2 separate regions of the Mus musculus genome follow, and region 2 is linked to region 1. The links are chromatin contacts, called in public HiChIP or PLAC-seq maps. All regions are on one chromosome and are shown on one strand. The core of a region is the stretch at or near the end of the contact, and the rest is flanking DNA. Distances in the headings are between cores, read along the strand shown.

The links. HiChIP or PLAC-seq counts read pairs in DNA pulled down with a chosen protein or histone mark.
Region 2: an H3K27ac HiChIP or PLAC-seq map of heart atrium shows a contact between it and region 1, with 6 times the contacts expected there. The contact joins two enhancer-like sites. A contact is called at or near these places in 4 of 484 Hi-C or Micro-C datasets (cerebellar granule neurons and cerebellum) and 1 of 115 datasets of contacts at active chromatin or transcription factors (heart atrium).

What each region holds. Positions count from the first base shown.
Region 1 is chr1:76,655,098-76,660,473 of GRCm38.p6, reverse strand. No RefSeq gene overlaps it. Among named protein-coding and RNA genes, the nearest start is that of Mir6343, 150 kb to the right of the region's middle. Within about 2 kb of position 2,078, at least 5 of the 459 cell types and tissues checked have an H3K27ac peak or open chromatin away from gene starts, as enhancers often do. A contact at or near this core is called in heart atrium, where this site is marked.
Region 2 is chr1:77,060,080-77,065,361 of GRCm38.p6, reverse strand. No RefSeq gene overlaps it. Among named protein-coding and RNA genes, the nearest start is that of Mir6352, 430 kb to the left of the region's middle. Within about 2 kb of position 4,026, at least 4 of the 459 cell types and tissues checked have an H3K27ac peak or open chromatin away from gene starts, as enhancers often do. A contact at or near this core is called in heart atrium, where this site is marked.

The DNA.
Region 1 (5,376 bases), core at 829-3,328:
AATGAGTCAAAAATGGAGCTTTACTGAGGGTACAGATTATATTTCTAATATAAACCCAGTGCATTTTTAGTAGCTGTGGGAAGTGTGAATTGTCTCCTGCCTTATAAAGGCACAGGCCTATTGAATCCTGCCAGAATTTGTTCTTTCCTAGAAATATCCTGGGAAAGAAGGCTGTAGCACAAACACGATCTATTTTCTTAGCAAACAGGAGACAGAGAAGGCGCTATCCTAGAAAGACAATAAATATCTCATATCTGTGCCTCAGTCTCACTACACAAATGCGGAGATCAGTGTATTCTTCTCTCAGGGCCCATTCCTATAACAGGACATCACTGTAGTTATCATTTATAGTATATCAGCCTTGTGCTTGACACAGGAAACTTTGGGCACTCAAAATGCTAATAATTCTACCCTCAATATGGTAAAAATAACTACTTGGATATTTTACTTTGGGCTTTATCAGTTCATTGTCTAAAGATGCAACGAAGGGAGAGGCATTCAGCTCCATGGGCTTTAAAACACTGGGTTAAAACATGGCTAGAAAAGTACTGGCAAGTTGGAAAAAGTTTTAAAACTAAACTTTGGCATAAAATAACCAACCGACAGTCAACTTTGTATTTTACTTGGTAATGGAAGCACACATGCGTGAAAGGAGATAACCACAAATACACATCTTTATGAAAAGGAATGCCAAGATGCTGTTGCTCAAAAAATAATATCCCAGTTTTGGGGTACTTGATTACCGTTGGCACTATTAACCTCTGAGCCCTGATAGTCCTTTGTTGTCAGGTTGGCTTTGGTGCAGAGAAACCTAATACACTGCAGAATTCTTAACAGTATCTTTCACTCTCTAGATACCAACAACAATGTGCCTCTTCCTGACCGATTGTTAAAATCAAAATGTCTCCACATGTTGTCCGGGGTCAGGGAACATACCCCTAGGTGAATTCCACTATTTTCCAAATAAATGCTGACTTTGACTCTATCATAAGGTAGGGGTTTGAGTATAGGATAATTGATAGGAATTATGCCACACAAATGATGTTCCTAAAGCACAGAAGACAAATCACCCATGGAAGGAGTTACAGAGACAAAATTTGGAGCTGTGACGAAAGGATGGACCATCTAGTGATTGCCATATGCAGGGATCCATCCCATAATCAGCTTCCAAATGCTGACACCATTGCATACACTAGCAAGATTTTGCTGAAAGGACCCAGATATAGCTCCCTCTTGTGAGACTATGCCGGGGCCTAGCAAACACAGAAGTGGATGATCACAGTCAGCTATTGGATGGGTCACACGGCCCCCAATGGAGGAGCTAGAGAATGTACCCAAGGAGCTAAAGGGATCTGGAACCCTATAGGTGGAATAACAATATGAACTAACCAATACCCCGGAGCTCTTGACTCTAGCTGCATATGTATCAAAAGATGGCCTAGTTGGCCATCACTGGAAAGAGAGGCCCATTGGACTTGCAAACTTTATATGCCCCAGTACAGGGGAACGCCAGGGTCAAAAAGGGGGAGTGGGTGGGTAGGGGGTTGGGGGGTGGGTATGGGGGACCTTTGGGATAGCATTGAAAATGTAAACGAGGAAAATACCTAATAAAAAAATAAAGAATATATTTGATTGTATCTTAAGGACTCTGCAATGGTTTTCATACCATCATCTGTCCTTAAGACTAGAGCTGAGGCCATGGTGAAGTGCAGACTAGAATCTTGACTCAGTGAATGCCAAGGGCAATCATACAATATCAATATCGCTACAATGAACAACCTTATTCTGATCTCTCTTGGGCAGGCTGCTATCAGGAGCTGTAGGATCCAGGGAGAAGCCCCACATTATCAGACAGAAAAGCAAGTCTCAGAAAGTAGTCATGGGTTGACTGCCCACTTGCTATGGCCTCAGGAAGGTCTCCCTCTCTCTGGCTGAAATGTCCTAAAGCTCTCAGCTTATCTCCCTTGTCATGTTGGCCCCAGTCCATGTTTCCTCCTCAGAGCTGTCAGAATGTTCTCTCTGAAGCAAAAGCCTGAAATTATCTCTGCCCTACTTGCAAGGCTTTGATGCTGCCGCTGAGATATAGTTCAAACTTCTTAGCTTGGCCTTCATGCTGACTCCATCTCTCGACACCCCTTCTGCATCTGTTAAATACAAGCTCAGAGGTGACTGTGTCCTTTTTTGTATATGTTTCTGCAAGGACAGCAACTTCTAGTCAGTGGCACTTCAGCGTCGGTCCTGTTTGTACTTTTACAAAAGTTGTCAAAGGGAAAGCCTTTCTGTTTGTTTCTGTGTTTTTTTTTTTCTTTCTTTCTATAGGGCACTTATTTAGCAATGTTACATTTTATAGTCCTGTTATTTTCTCTAACCCTCACCCTTCTCTACTTCTCCTATTTCTCTGAAGTTTTCCTCTTGGCCTCCCCTGGTGATAATTTCTCTCTTTGCTAAATTTCTACGTACACAAAAGTCCCCATGCTAACACTCCTCTTCCCAAAGTCTCCTTGGTAACCAGAGCTAATTTGGTACTGGTGACTTCCAATGTATCTATCACCCATTGACCAAGGAACAGATTCTTTAAATTAACTGTCTTTGGCACAATTAGGTTACAGACCTCATTGACATTCACTATTTAACACGCCCTCAGATTGAGCTTTGTTTTTCCACAGATTTGACGTCTTTTCGAAGCATACAATGTGACAATCTGCATAAGAAACAATCCTATCCATGTTCAGTTAGTGATTGGCCAAGTCCACTTGATGTTGCTATTAGGATGTTCTCTGGCTTCCTTATTCTTTGTGCATTTACTCATATTTTATTATATGGAGTGTTTCAACTTTATGTCATTAGTATGGGCTTGTCTTGTCTTATTTAAAATAGGACTACGCTATTCTTGTTTCAATTAAAATTATTTTATTTTATTTTACTCATGAGTGTTTTGCTTGCATATGTTCATGTGTGCCATACGTATGCAGTGTGTGTGTGAAGTCCAGAAAATGGCATTATATCCCCTTAAACTAGAATTACTAAATATTGTTAGCAGTTATATGGGAGCTAAGAACTAAACCATAATCCTTCATAGAAGCAGCAAGTACTCTTAACTGCTGAGCCATCTCCCCAGGCTTCTTGTTCCTGACAAAGTAAGTCTAGTTATGTCCTGTCAGCATTGAAAATCCTTCTAGAGATTTCATAGAATATAGCTCAATTGTATTGACATGTATGACTAGTAGAATGGGAGCACCGTTGTTATTATAACAACATAAAGAAATCCTCTACAATGACCTTTATTAAGTAGCTATGCCAGTCCTCATGAAATATTCTTGATTATGGAGACAGAGTTGCTCAGTGTTTGGCTGAGCTGGCTGGCCAATGAAGTTTGGAAATCTTTTTCCCTTCTCCCAGTTCTGGGGTTATATAAACCTACCTCACTTGGATTTTAAGTTGATGCTACGGACCTCATACTTCTCTACCAGGTACTTCTCTGGCATTTGCAGTATTACCACATTCCTATATAGCTCTTTGTCTTAGTTAGGGTTTTACTGCTGTGAACATACACCACGACCAAGGCAACTCTTATAAGGACATTTAACTGGGCTGCTTTACAGGTTCAGAGGTCCAGTCAGCATAACACTATCCAGATAGACATGGTGCTGGAGGAGCTGAAAGCTCTATATCTTCATTTGAAGGCTGCTAGGAAAAACTGGCTTCCAGGCAGCTAGGACTAGGGTATTAAAGTCCACGTCCTTAGTGACACACCTACCCTAGTACCTCTATTCCAACAAGGCCACACCTCCTAATAATACAACTCATTGGGCCCAACATATACGAACCATCACACTCTTTTATACCTAAACTATCTTTTTCTCACCCATTCTTCTTGCCACCTTCTCTTCTTAGTCTTGGTTGACTTATACTTTCTCTTTAGGAACTTGATCAAATGCACCTCCTCTGTGAAGTTCTTTCTTATCAGCTCAGATAAAACAAGTGCCTCTTTTTCTTCTTCATCTCCCCTCATGATGCAAAAGTAATACCATTGTTTATTAAATTACTTCATCTGCAAATTTACTTACTAGATTAATAGTAAATTAGTTGTTTTCTGGAAAGACTTCTTTTTTTTAATTTTTTATTTTTTAATTTTTTTATTACATATTTTCCTCAATTACATTTCCAATTTTATCCCAAAAGTCCCCCATACCCTCCCTCCCACTTCCCTACCCACCCATTCCCATTTTTTTTTTTTTTTTTTGGCCATGGCGTTCCCCTGTACTGGGGCATATATAGTTTGCGTGTCCAATGGGCCTCTCTTTGCAGTGATGGCCGACTAGGCCATCTTTTGATACATATGTAGCTAGAGTCAAGAGCTCCGGGGTACTGGTTAGTTCATGTTATATATTCCCAATATCTACTATGAGACCCAAAGTATAAAGACATTAAAAAGAGTTTGTGAAAAAAAATCAGGGGATAAAAAGATAAAGAATGTAAGGCATTTTTTGACTCATTGCTACTTTGAATTAATGATTCTAAAATGATTTTTCAATGGTTCTCCTATGCTGTTCATGGAAAGAATGGCAGGAAATTCTCTTAAGATACATGACACATGGACATTGATTTAAAATAAACTGAGTGGCAATATAGTCCTCTAGCACAGCGAGTAGAGTGTCTGGGGAGCCAGTTCAGATAGGGATGAAATGCGCGACATCACTAAGGATAGAGGCAAAAATATAAGCAGAAAAGGGGAATTAATGAGAGTATTAAGTGAAGAACTATCAAATCACAGCTGCCTTAAGCTCTATCATTTGAGTTTGTCCAAAGAAGAGAAACTCAACCAACAAGCAGTTGAAATAGAATCTTGTAGTTGATGTAAGGACAGTGACACTGAAGATGCAAACTTAAATTTTCTGTTCATATGTCTGCAGTATGGATCTCGATGAGGTTTGATTCCAGTAAACACTTTCTTCATTGTAGATGTGAACGTATCAGTGACTATAATTTAGACAAGAGCAGTTTTAAAAATTAAATCTGCTTTGAGTTGATTGTGAAAGTTTTGTCATAGGTCTCGTGATTAAAGCCCATCACTCAGTATAATTGGCACCACAGGAACCAAACATTTGGATGACTACAGTTTTGTGTAACCTAATAATTTTATATCATGCAGATACAGCCATCAGCTAAACCTAATAATATGAAATAGTCAGGTCACAAAATAATAGCACTCTTGGACAAACAATTTAAAATTACTCCATCTTGAGGAATCATCACACAGAGGGTGCTCCATGTAACTTCTCTCACTTGGCAGTGACTAGCAAAGGTGGTGCCTCCTGCATCTCAGATTCCATGATTTGGGCCATATACACATGCCAGTGTTGGCAGGGTTTATAA
Region 2 (5,282 bases), core at 2,777-5,276, 400 kb before region 1:
GGAAGTCTGGTAAGATTGAGCCAAAGGCTAGAAGCCCCAGAGACCCTGAAGGAACAATAGGAGCATCACCTGCTTCCAGCACCAGGCCCCTGGTCAAGTCACCTCAGACCCCCAGAGAGCTTTGTGGACATCAGTCATGAAAGATCATCAAAGTCCCAAGTCCTTTCTCCTGTACATGAGGCAACATTCCTAACATCTCAGACCAAGACAATAGAAAAAAAGAGCCATGGCCACAGTAAAGTAGGCCCAACATCATTCTTCATGCTAACGAGGTTCCCAGAGGCCTGCAGGGCTTAACCAAGAAGCTTCTGTTCCCAGACATTCCTCCCTGCAAAAGGTGTTTAACCCCAAGCCCTCCCTGAGAAGTGGGGTATGATTTTATGCATCCACATTCTGCCCTGACAAAAGAACTTATTTAGAACCATGGAATGGCTCTTCTCCCCAGGATCTACCATGGGGAGCCATGAAGAAGGCCCTCCCCCTACGGAGCCACAGCCCATAGAAGGATTCTCTGTGCTCCCAGCCACATTCGCCACTGAGCCTGCATCCAACAAGTCAAGGACAGAATCATCTCTGCTAGGACAAGCTGGTCCCCCCCCCCCCCCCCGCCCCCCGTGCTTTGTACCCTGGCCCTGCCTGGGCTAGACACTGTCCCCAGCCTGCAGGTCTACAACTCCATCTCTGCACTTTCATGACTCCCAGCCAGATCTGGCCTTCCTCCTTCAGAAGCTGCTCTTGCTCTGGCTGCTTCACACGATGCTGCTGCTATTGCTGCCGCTGCTCTGCCTCTGGAAGCGTTAGCTTGAGAATCTTGGCTCTGTGTCGATGCTCAGCTTTCAGCCTCTCCTGATGGCCCAGGGCTTCTCTGATACTCTTCTCCATCACTTCCTCTAAGTCCTGGAATTCCTTACTCAGCTTCAACTCCTTCAGCTCGTCAAACCTCCTTAGCTGCACTAACCTCTTCTGCTATTATCATACACACACACGTCAGTTTCCCTCTGGAACTGAGGTAAACTGATGTGGGCTCACAGCTGCTCTGGAAAGCACTTCAGCCAGTTTGTCAAATTTTTCACTTATATGACTCATGTGAAGCCTTTCATCAGAAGCCAGCCATTTATCCAGTGGAATTTTATAACCCTTCGGGTTCTTCCACTTGGATATACATGGTGGGATCTTCCAAGCCTGCTGTTCTTTTACATGAGATGACCACCAAGAACAGCAGCAACAGTGGAGTACAGGCAGCTGGAGCCTAGAAGACAAGGTGTGTGCTACAAAGGGCAGAGCTGGAGAAGTGACCCAAGCTCTTGGAGGAGCTTAGAAGATCGTGAGTGGATCCTAGACATTGGACAGTTGGAGTTTGATTTTGCTTTTGATTGTGACTGTGCCCTGATAATTTTCCCTCTTGAAGTAAGAACACATTTTAGTGGAACCCATAGTTAAGAGGCTTTGAATTTTTAAAAGACTTTGAATTTTAAAAGATATTGAATATTTTAAAGGGATTGAACTTTTTTTTTTGATAGCAGCAAAGTTTTTATTCACTGTTAAAAATGACCATTTATACCAGTGTCAGATGAGGGTGGGAAAGGAAGGCAGGGCAGAGCGAGGCAAGGAGGAGGAAGAAATTCCCTCTACTGGTCATAAAGCTCAGGTCCATCCCATCATAGATTTCATAGTCTCCCAGAGACAAGTGGTCCTTAAAAATTATGTACCACTTTTTAAGAACAATCTTATTCCAACAGGTGCCAGTTTGAGCTGCCAATGGTGTCATCCATGTTGCACTTAATACGGACTTTCTTTCCTAGACGGTTGTTGCAAACCACCTCAATCATTGTGGCTGGAGCTCCAATGTCCTCAAACCTATGATGACACAACTTGTAGCTCAAATGCTGAACCCAGGGAGGATTTCAAAATTGAACTTTTAACATGTAAAGAGTGTGAAACTTTTAAACCCTCTCTACAGGTGCAGCCACTGGGACCTAACACTGTCTTCCTCTCTTTGGATTAGATTCATTTGCTAGGACAGTTCATGAACCTGGTGAGTGACATCTTCTTCTGCTTCTTCAAGAGCAAATAACAGCTTCCAGAGGGCAAGTCTTGCCTTCAATGAGGAACACAATGGAAAAAATGCTCAGTGCACAGGGGTGCACTGAATGGCCCTCTAGGCTTTGGAGTTCTTTGAGCTGGAACTGTGGCAGCCACCAGTCTGTAGTCCAATAACCTAACAAAGGTCATTTGTGCATGGGAAGTAGTTGCTCAGTCCCAGGAGGCTAGTTGTTTCAACTGGACTTCTGTAGAAGGAGGTTCCAACAGATTTTCCACCAGGTCGATGCAAGCAGTGGAAGAAGAGTGAATCTTCCTTCTTCCAATGTCCTTATGTAGGTCTCTAGCAGAAGGTGTGGCCCAGATTAAAGGTATGTACCACCACACCTGAACTTGGAACTTGTTTTGTCCCAGGCCAACCTTGAAGTCAGAGTCCTGGGGTTAAAGGCCTGTACTACCTTGCCTGGGCCTAAGTTTTTCATGGCCACTACCTCTCAAGATCTCCCTGCCAAGATCCAGGTCAGAAACTTGTATCTTTGGGCTTCGCCTCTTGATTTCTCCTAATCTACTGTTGCTCTGTCACTTGATCAGGATGCCAACACCTTCAGGGAATGACGAGGACAGACAAAAAGGGCATCCTCTGCCTAGGAAGCTGGAGGCTGGCCTGGAACTCTGGTTCAGACACTTTCCCAGCTGCCAAGATACTTAGCATGGAATGCAAAGCCTGTGTCAGATGCTTCACTTCTGTTGGCAGTTCACACCTCTTCCATTTTCTACACAAAACACCGCTGTTCAGTCTTAGCTAATTAACTTTCTCTAGCATATATTGTTTGTTTGTGTCTCCCTCTTTGTCCAAAATGCCTTTTGTCAGTGATAGGTTTTAATCAGGCTCTCAAAGAAACAACCATGCTCAGAGAAGCTAGGTCCACAGGTTGGGGCTAGCTTTTCCATGTTCCTCAAGACCTGAGTTAAGCTCCTGCCACGGGATTTATTGCATCCTTTAAATACATCTCATTTCTCTTCTAGTATCCCTTACCATAGGGTGGATCCTTTGAAGACAAGAACTAAATCTTCTTCACCCAGGTCCCACAATGCATTGCAACATCTGGCACACAATGTGCCCAATATTTGAGAAATGAATGACTATCTACAGAAGAGACCCAAGGAAAATAAACAAAATCAAACAAAAAGGGGAAAATCTACAAGAGATCTTTCATACATCTATTTTTCCTACAAATGATCCCAGAATCTAATAATCAGTGAACCAGAATGCACTGGCATGAGGGAATAAATTGTGCACATTATAGAAGACATATTAATTCTGTGAGGCTATTAAAAGCCATTTAGATTTTGGCTACACAATTCCAAAATTGCCTGATAACATTGTGAGCAAATCAGTTAAAGCCGGTAAAGTAAACCCTACCTTTGGAGAGAAGCCAGGTCTAAATTACTGATGTGTTAGGCTTTTTTTTTTTTCATTGCAGGTTTATAATTTTAAGATCAGTGAAATGCCAGGTCTGCCTTAATGAATAACTAACATTCAATATTTGTAATTATCCAAGTACATTTTTGATGTTTAAATGGTTACCCCAGGACTGCACTGAAGTCAGAAAGAAAGAAAAAAAGCAGCTTCTCTTTAAAAAGCAGAAGCATAGCAATCTTGTCTATAAAAGAGTCTCTCCATTCGACACTTCCCTTAAACAATTTTGCAACAATTCAAAGGTAAACTTTAGTTCAACCTGGGTTGAAACACCAATTTTCTTCATAGCAAGGGGTATGTTAATGAGGTCATATTTTACATGGTGGAACTCAGCTTTTTGTTTGTGTGCGTGTGTGTGTGTTCCTTTGCTTTGGACATGTTCTCGTCATACGAATCCTGCTGTAAACATTTCCTGATCCACATCCAGATCTTCAGTCGTGTACCCAAAGAGCAATTCTGACGTGTAGCGCATCTTCTCTAAATAGTTCAGCACCTCTCCATGGCTGTAAAAGAATCAAGCTTTGCAACTTGTTTCTGGCTTCAGCTTCTCTTCCAGTGCTGTCCCTTCCTATCTCTTCCCTGAATTCCTGGCAACCTCTGTCATTTCTCTCTTGGAACTCAGCAGCCACTTGCCTGTCTGGGTACCTGGCTGTTGACTATCACAGAGTCGATCCAAAGGCTATCATCGCCCAGTTCTTTGGCCTGGTGGTCTGCTTTTTCCTTTGCTTTCAGGGCTGAATGTGGTGACCAACATGTCCCCTCACAGAACTGCATCAAAAACAAGTTGCTCTTTTCACTGCAGCCTCTTCCACCAGGGTTTGCCATATTTGATGACAGAACTTTTATAGTGCTAACCTTTCTATTCCCAAGGTCCCCTTACTGTGACCAAATATAATAGGAAGCAAACACTCACTACGTGACCCCATAAATGGACTTTTGGGGATTTAAAAAGGACAATGTTGTCGACAAGTTGCTTTCTAGCTTTGGTGAAATCAGATCCTCTTTTGGTTAACATTTAAAGATTTTTTTAAAATTGAAAATAATATAAAATCATTACTGGTACTTTTTCTAGTGAGTACCAGTAGAAACTCACCAGGAGTGTGTTTCTAATGTTCTACTTTTTTTTCCATAAATTACAGGGGGGGGGGTTGAAGATTTGGATGACCTTTTTCCATTCTCCCCCAAAGGAAGAAGAAGTTTGAGTTCTTGCATGATAGTGATGCTGTTCAGATTGGATCTGAATCTTTCCAGTTACATGATCCATGCTCCATCTAAGAAGAATGAGGCCCACCATTAGTGTGCACTCGCTGATCCATCTTGGAGGGGGAAGACTGAGCTATGACTAAAGGATAGGGATGCCGTTCTGCCTGTCATGACTGGCTGGTTTACCTGGGCTAAGCCCTGCTCTGCTATGCTCTGAGCTTTACCATCAACACCTGTAGAGCAGGCATACCACATACCACATAGGAGATGAGCAATTAATAATGCCTGGCCACTCCCTGCTCATTCTCTGGCACCTCGATTCCCTCCTCAGAGAAGCTATCTCCATGCTTTGGTAACTCAGTAGCGATCCGAACTGAAGTGTATATTTTATTAGCACATAAAAATATTTTGTGAGCTCTTTCTCCCTGTCCTCTCTCCATCCTCTCTCCATCCTCTCTCTCTCTCTCTCTCTCTCTCTCTCTCTCTCTCTCTCTCTCTCTCTCTCTCTCTCTCTCTGTGTGTGTGTGTGTGTGTTCCCAGCCTCTTCTTTCTCTATCCC